Regions from separate parts of the Sus scrofa genome. Here region 1 is linked to region 2. A link is a contact called in public HiChIP or PLAC-seq data. All regions are on one chromosome and are shown on one strand. Each heading gives the region's core, a stretch centred on a gene start, on an enhancer-like site or on the middle of the called end of the contact. The rest is flanking DNA. Distances are from core to core; before and after follow the strand shown.

What was found. HiChIP or PLAC-seq counts read pairs in DNA pulled down with a chosen protein or histone mark.
Region 1: an H3K27ac HiChIP or PLAC-seq map of skeletal muscle shows a contact between it and region 2. The contact joins the promoter of GAB1 here to the enhancer-like site in region 2. A contact is called at or near these places in 7 of 47 Hi-C or Micro-C datasets (embryonic fibroblasts, fetal heart ventricle, fetal skeletal muscle and 3 more) and 1 of 2 datasets of contacts at active chromatin or transcription factors (skeletal muscle).

The regions. Positions count from the first base shown.
Region 1 is chr8:84,390,257-84,394,071 of Sscrofa11.1, forward strand. GAB1 (GRB2-associated-binding protein 1) reads right to left here and starts at 1,255. Exons shown (of 12, transcript XM_003129177.6): 1 at 308-1,255. The coding sequence starts at 379.
Region 2 is chr8:84,345,714-84,349,435 of Sscrofa11.1, forward strand. All of the region lies in intron 1 of GAB1 (GRB2-associated-binding protein 1), which reads right to left. Among named protein-coding and RNA genes, the nearest start is that of GAB1, 44 kb to the right of the region's middle. Within about 2 kb of position 1,493, at least 20 of the 83 cell types and tissues checked have an H3K27ac peak or open chromatin away from gene starts, as enhancers often do. A contact at or near this core is called in fetal skeletal muscle and skeletal muscle, where this site is marked.

The DNA of each region.
Region 1 (3,815 bases), core at 5-2,504, 44 kb after region 2:
ACACAGCAGCCCCTAAGAATTCCATGCAGAAATCACGAAAAGAGAATGCCCTCCCCTCACCCCCGCTAAAATAATAAAAACACGCAGCGGGCGTTCAGCTGGCAACGCTGGGCCTTCCGATGAGCCGAAGTCTGCAATCTGGATGGAGGAAAGATCCCCGGCCAGGCGGAGGCCAGGCGGGAGCTTACAGCCCGGGTCCCAAGCCTGCCGGGGAAGGGGCCCAGGGGCAAGGGATGGGGACTGAGTGGAAGCAGCAACGCCCGCGCGAGCCGCCCCGGGATGGGAGCAGCGGCGGAGTTTTACTTACATAACGCTTCAACTTTTTCTCCGGGGGGGACTTGCGGAGCCATCCCGAGCAGACCACTTCGCCGCCGCTCATGGTGCGCGCTTCTCAGGCTCCGCGCCGGGCGCGCTCCCGACACCGTCGACGCCGGGCGGTCGCGCAAAGGCGGGGACCTTGCTCTACTGCGGCGCACCTCGGGTGGACGGGGTGGACCGGGCGGACGGGCTTCGCGGCGCGCAGGCTCAACGCGTCCGAACTTCTTCCCCGCAGGCAGGTCCTTGGACGTGAGTAGAATCGGGCTGCGCCGCCGAGGCCGACACCTCGGGGCTGGGACCGCGGCCGGGCCGAGGGCGCCCCGGCCTTCCTTCAGTGCGCCCGCCTGGCCGCCAGGCGTGCCGTTCTGCCGGCCGCCTCCGCCGCGCTTCGGCTCCACGGGACTCTGCCCCGGCGCGGAGCCCAAGCCTCGGCCCCCTGCGCTCCGCCCCCTCGGGACAGGACCTCCCAAAGCGCTCTCGAGACAGACACGACGCTGCACGCGCACACACACATACACACTCACACACTCACAAAGCCCCCGGGAGGCGCCCACTCTGGCTCGCCCGCTCTGGGTTTCGGGGCGCCCGGCGCGATCCTCTCCTTCCTCCTCCTCCTCGGGAGAGGGTGGGTCACTTCTCCGCGGCGCCCGGGCAGCGGGGAGGAAAGGGGAAGCCGCGAGGGTCCCGTGGGCACTGGGCGCGGGGCTGGTCCCGAGCCACGGAGGGAGCCGCCGGCTGGGCGTCGCTGGGCAGGGCGCAGGTCTAGCCGGAGGGTGGGTCCGCGCTCGCCGCCGCCGCCGCCGCGGGAGAAAGAAGGCGGAGAGACGAGGAGCTCCGCGGCTAGACTGGGGGGGACCGAGCCCACCGTCCGGTCCCCTCGCGCTCCTCCCGCGCCGCCTCCCCCACCCCGGGGCGTGCGGTAGGTTCCGAGCGGCCCGGCCCCCGGCCCAGATCCCTCCCTCTCTCGGCCTCCCGGCTCCCTCTTCCTCCCTTCCCTCCTCCCCTTCCCACGTTCGGCCGGCTCCGGTTTCTGCCTAGACTTTCTCTGAAACTCCGCCGGAGCGCTTCCAGCCAAAACAACAAGGGCCGGGGAGGAGGAGACGCACGGAGGGAGGGAGCGAGAGAGGGAGGGAGCCGGAGTCCGAGAGGCACCCTGGGATCTGTAGTTCGGGAAGCTGGAGAGGGGTCCTTGGCCGCCTGGCTGCATTGGCGCCGGGAGCCCCCCGCGGGGTCCTCGCTGGGAATAGCGGCCAGGCCTCGGAGAGAGTAGCGCTCCGGGGCTCGGTCTGCTGAAGGAGTGAGGAACGTTTGAATGTTCGGTCTGGGGATTGCCATGTTGGCTCAGCCGAGTGTCAGTTTGGAGTTTGTTCGGTTTGTTTAATCAGGGGTTTGGGCGGGGGGTGAGGGGGCCTCTACTTGACGGCCGGAGGGAGACCGCGCGCCCTGAGAGTCCTCGACCCCTGTGCCCCGGCCCTCGAGGTTGAAGGTCAGACACCAGGAGAACAAGGGCGCAGGGGATCGCGCTAAGGCACCCAGTCTGGAGAGGAGATCAGAAGGGGACCCTTTCGGGCCGCTGTGGGCTGGACCTTGGAGCAGCCTTGCCTGAGTAATGGGAGTTCTTACTGGGACCAAAGATTTGGTTGAATCTCTCTCTGGGACATTTTGAAGTCACTCTCCCTCCACTTGTAGCCAGTTTCTTCCACTTGACTTTGGATTTGTTTAAAATCTACCCTTGGGATGTTGAACCAGAAAAGGGAAACTTTACTAGACGTCTTAGCTCTATTTGCTTGCGTGTGTGTATTGCAATTATGATACCTGGTCCTGAGTTTGACACGATCCTGTAATAGAAATATAAATTTATTTGTGAAAAACAAAGCCCCCAAACAAATTTTAGAAGGTAATATAAATAAATGAGATAAAAGTGCTAAAAATAGTAGATGAGTGAACATTTCTGGAAAAACCTAACCTCAGGCACTTGCTTATTAATAACAGTACTGGCATTCAAAAGTTTCTCTTGAGTTTGAAAAGGTTTACCATTATAGCAGGAAAATAGGTGCTGGGTGGTGACAAAGTTCCCTGCACTCATGGAGGTGACATTTCTGTGGTGGCAGAGGATAAACAGGGGTCAGCACAAGTACAAATTGTGATAAATGTTGTGCCCTGGGGAAAATAAACACGGTAAATTGGAAGAATAACCAGATGGGACTAGGTCAGATAGAATGAGAGAAGTCTTCCTTGAAGATAAGCTAGCCAGAGATGAGAAAGGTGTTTGTAAAGAAAGAGGAGATTTATACTTGTTTTGTAGAAAAATCAAAGAGATAAGGAGGATTGAGAGAGAAAAAACAAGCAAGAGGGTTCATTGTTTTTCTTAAATTTTAAGGCTTTTCAGAATACGAGTGTAATTTTTATGGCAGCTAATAAACCAAAGCAATTTTTTATGTGAGCTCGGGTTTTACCACAAGCCTTCCAAATGAAAATAAATCATTGAATTTGATTTCTGCTTCTCCCACAGGCAGTGTGTCTGTACAAAGTATTTATAATTAACATTGCTAAGCCTAGTCCACTCTTTCCTAGTTAACTGTTGACTAGACAATTTACTGCTCCTCCAGTCCTGTTGTAAAGGCCTTTTTAGTGGAAATTTGTACTGCCATTGTGCCTCGGTATTCCCAGGGAATTGGTTCCGGGACCTTTCCCCTTACCCAGATCCTTTAATGCTCAAGTCCCTTATGTAAAATGTTGTAGTATTTGCATGTAACCTAAATGTGTCCTCCCATATACTTTAAATCACCTCTGGATTACTTGTAATACCTAATACAGTGTAAATAATATGTAAATAGTAAGTACAATGTAAATACTATGTAAATAGTGGCCAGCAAATTCAAGTTTTGCTTTTTGGAACTTTCTAAATTTTCTCTGAACACTTCCCACTCCAAGGTTCATCGAAGCCTCGGATGAGGAACCCAAAGATATGGAGGGCCCACTGTATCTCCTGGACTACTTTGGGATGTTCCAATGATTTTTTTTTTTTGCTTTATTTCAAATGGATTCAGTTATCTCATTTGCATATAAGAAATCAGTAAGTATTTTTCCCTCTCTTTGACTGTGTTGTTTGAGATTTGCATTTCTAAAGATCAGGTAAGTGAGGAGAGGTTGAAGACAAGCATGTCTTCTTACACGTATGTAGAAAGGACATTGGCTTTATCTTTACATTATATGCCATTTTTAGATTATCTGTTAAATTATATTTATGTCATTTAAAACATGCTGGAAAACACTATTACACCTAAGTGTCTTACATTTCATTCATACGACGAATATTTATGGCATGTCCTTGTATGTACAAGTTCCTGAGGACCCAGGATACAATAGCGAGGCTAACCAGACCTATTACCTCAGTCGTCCAGCCTGGAGAAGATCATTTTACTAATCATGAGCCCCATAGCTTCTACAATACACTCGTTAAATGCTGTGAAGGAAAAACAAAGAGTCTTAGCTGG
Region 2 (3,722 bases), core at 243-2,742:
ACAAATGAGGTCTTTAAAATTCAAATGATTTTATATAGGTTTGAGATCTATTCTGCCTTAAAAATCAAAGAAATGGACTCTCCTACATTTCCTGACACTTTCCAGCCTATGATTCTATAAATTGCTAAGTTGCCTCTCATATGTCAGCATATAAATCAATTAGCACCTACAAATTAGCTAAGAATTTCCCAAAATAAAAATAAAAGGAATCAAGAGAATAAAAGGAATCAAAAGCTTGATTAAAATAAAAAATTAGAAGCTGGTGACTCACACAATGTACAGATATGAAGGCTTCAGATTTCAATCTCCTCATTTCATGGATAAGGAAACTAAGGCCCAAGAATGAAATGATCTTTTCTAAATCTTAACTAGAATCACTAGAAGAAACACTAATATCCAATTCTGTGGATGCTGCATGGCCCAGAATTGGTTCCCTCTAACGGTGTGAGATAATATAGTATTATAAGCTTTAAAAGAGAAGAAACTGTGTCATCTTTCTTGTTTCTATAGCTCCTACGAATTGCCTTGCTTAAGAAATATTACTAATTTTCTTTACAGTGGGAGAAGAAGATCAGAACGTGTAGAGGAGGAGTTCCCTTGTGGCACAGTGGGTTAGGGATCCAGCATTGTCACTTCAGGGGCTGGGGTTGCTGCTGTGGTACAGGTTTGATCCCTGGCCTGGGAACCTCTACATGTTGCAGGTGCAGCAAAACACAAACAAACAAACAAGGTAGAGGAGGCTACCCCTTGCTTCATTTCTGGTCTTTGTAGACGTCTGCAGACCCTAGGATCTCAGCACACACCTTGCAAATCAGTGCCAACCTTACACAGAGGAGGTTTGGAGACCCAGACGCAATGCCTCAAAGACATCCTATGAAAGGACTCAAGATTCAAAGGCACAAGACACTTGCAAATCAGTTAACCTCTCAAGCTCAAGGTGTCTCTGCTCCAAAAGGAATAAACTGTACTTCCTGACCTCCCTGGCTGTTTCTAGTATTAAACATTATTTTGCTGTTTAGACCTGAAGTTTACAACTTTGACACACAAAATAATATTTTAATAAGCTCCTCTCAGTGTGTCTCTTTGGTGGGTTACTGTGAATCTTACATGCATACATAGTCCAGCCCCTACCTGCCCCAAAGACAAGGTGGGTAATGGGAAAGGTTTGCTCTGCCACTGAGTCCCCACTTCCTTTCCTAATGCCTCTTCCACCAGAAAACAGGTTACTTTGCTGTATAGCAGAAATTGACGGAACACTATATCACTCATAATAATTTTTTTTTCTTTAATAAAAAAGCTCCTGTGTTGGGGATTAGGCCCATGGCAATTTGAGTTTTACTGTGAGCACCAGGGCCTAGGGCCAGACCTGTCACATCAAAACTACTGTTGCTAGGCTGGGGTCCCTTCAGACAGGCTGCCCGTTTGGTGTCCAGAGAGGCTTTGGGCAGAAGCGGCCCCTCAGCAGAGCTGGTCAGCGGGGCAGAGCTGGTCTGAGGCCAGAGGCATGGGTCACAGAGAGGCCAGAGACACTGGGAGGCCAGCCTGGAGTGTGAGCCCTGGTATGTAACCTGAAACTTGAGAAGGTGATTAAGAGAGAGACACTCAGACAAGGAAAGAACAGGAGACATTTGGAGGCTAGAAAAGTGAGAGGAGGGGAGGGAGAGATTACTTGGGGAGTTCCAGTCAACTGTCTCAAAAAAACAAATGTTATTATCTCCCAAATGAGTCAAAATAACATGAATTTATTGTGTCTGTGAGCTAAATGGGATCTTATTCATTGTGCAGCATAAGGAGTGTGGCTACTAATACACATGTGTCAAGAAAAAGAAAAGCCAGGTCACAGGATTTTCATAATGATGGAAGGAACCAGAACTTACGCTGTATCTTTGTATAGAACTTTACAGTTTACAAATCGCCTTCATGTGTACTTCCTGCTCTGATCCTCACAATGACTTCATGACATGAACAAACTGAGGCTCAAGAGGTTGACTGACTGGTCTGATGCCCACACTGCCCTGTAGAAGGGCTTCAGGTCTGTCTGGGGCTCCCCCAGCACCCCCAGTTTCTTTGGAACTACTTTCCCTCAAAAACCATCTTTTAAGAGAAATAAAACGTATCCTTATACAGTAAACTTTTTTTTTTTTTTTTTTTTAGAGCCGCACCTGCAGCATATGAAGGTTCCGAGGCTAGGGGTCGAATTGGAGCTGCAGCTGACAGCCGACGTCACAGCCACAGCAGCGCCAGATCTGAGCCACATCTGTGACCTACACCATAGCTCACGGCAACGCTGGATCCTTAACCCACTAAGCGAGGCCAGGGATCGAACCTGCAACCTCATGGTTCCTAGTGGGATGTATTTCCACTGCGCCACAACAGGAGCTCCACTTTTTTCACTTTTTATGTCTTGCACTGACACAGGCTGCAGGTTAGATATCATTAAATCGTGTTTTTTTTTTTTTTTTATCTTACTGAAGTATAGTTGATTTACAATGTGGTGTTAATTTCTGCTGTACAGCACAGTGATACAGTTATACATATATATACTCTTTTTCATATTCCTTTTCATTATGGTTTATTACAGGATATTAAAGATAGTTCCCTGTGCTATACAGTAGGACCCTGTTGTTTATCCATTCTGTATGTAATACTTTGCATCTGCTAACCCCCACCTCCAATCTGTCTCTCCCCCATCCTCCCTTTCCCCTTGGCAACCACAAATCTGTTCTCTATGTCTAGTCTAAACCATGTTTTGATATGTTACACAGCTGCAAAGCATGTTAGCATAGGATGGGTTAACTAAGCTTTGAGAGCTGGTCTGGAAACTTCAGCAGCACACATAGTTCACTATTGTTTCTATGGGAAGCTCTGTTCCAAGTTCCAGTCACCTGACTTAAAAGAGATCTTTTGGCGCATATGAACATGGTCTAAAAATAATCACCCTTGCAAACTGAAGGCATTTCTTGGGTCTCACTTTTCTTTTTCATTTCATTTAAATATATACAGACATACACAGAGGCTGTTTTCATGGAGAAGCAGGACCGGTATGAAAAGCTAAGCATTTCAGTACAACAGAAGAAACAGCATCAAACTGCCACATGTGCTGCTTGTGGATTGCATAAAGAAGTGGGAAAGTCCCCTTCCACCCCAAAACTGTGCCAAGACATCAGACATGCTCATGGCTGCCAGGAGTCTGCAGTTATCCAAGTCAGAATCCACATTTTAGATAAATCGGCATAATACTGTAATGATCCAAAAGTTCAGAAAGGACTTCAGGGGTCCTTTTGGGGCCCTTCAAAAGATCAGTTTGGAGAAAAAACGCCTCCCTGCCAAAGGATTTCAAATGCTAAAAGCAGAAGGGCAGGTTTTCAGTGATGAATTTTCAGCAAATTACCCAACATACATAGTTGAAAGTTCTCTCATTAAGAATCGAGGTGCTGGGCCTAAGATTTAAAAAAAAAAAAAAAAAATCCAGCGTATATAAAGAGAGAAATCAGAGCAGGGCCCTGACCACTACATCTATTAAAGGAAACAGGTGACCAGAACATCAGGATAAATTTCATTAAGCTCTCCTGATGCTTTCTGATTTGTTAACAATGGATTTAGCCACAGTTTTTCAGAAATATGTCTGTTGTGTTAAGTTCAGACGTGAATTATGCTTAAACCCAACCAGGCAAAAAACCCCAAGAAAGAACAATCAGATGGAATCTAAATATAATACTCTC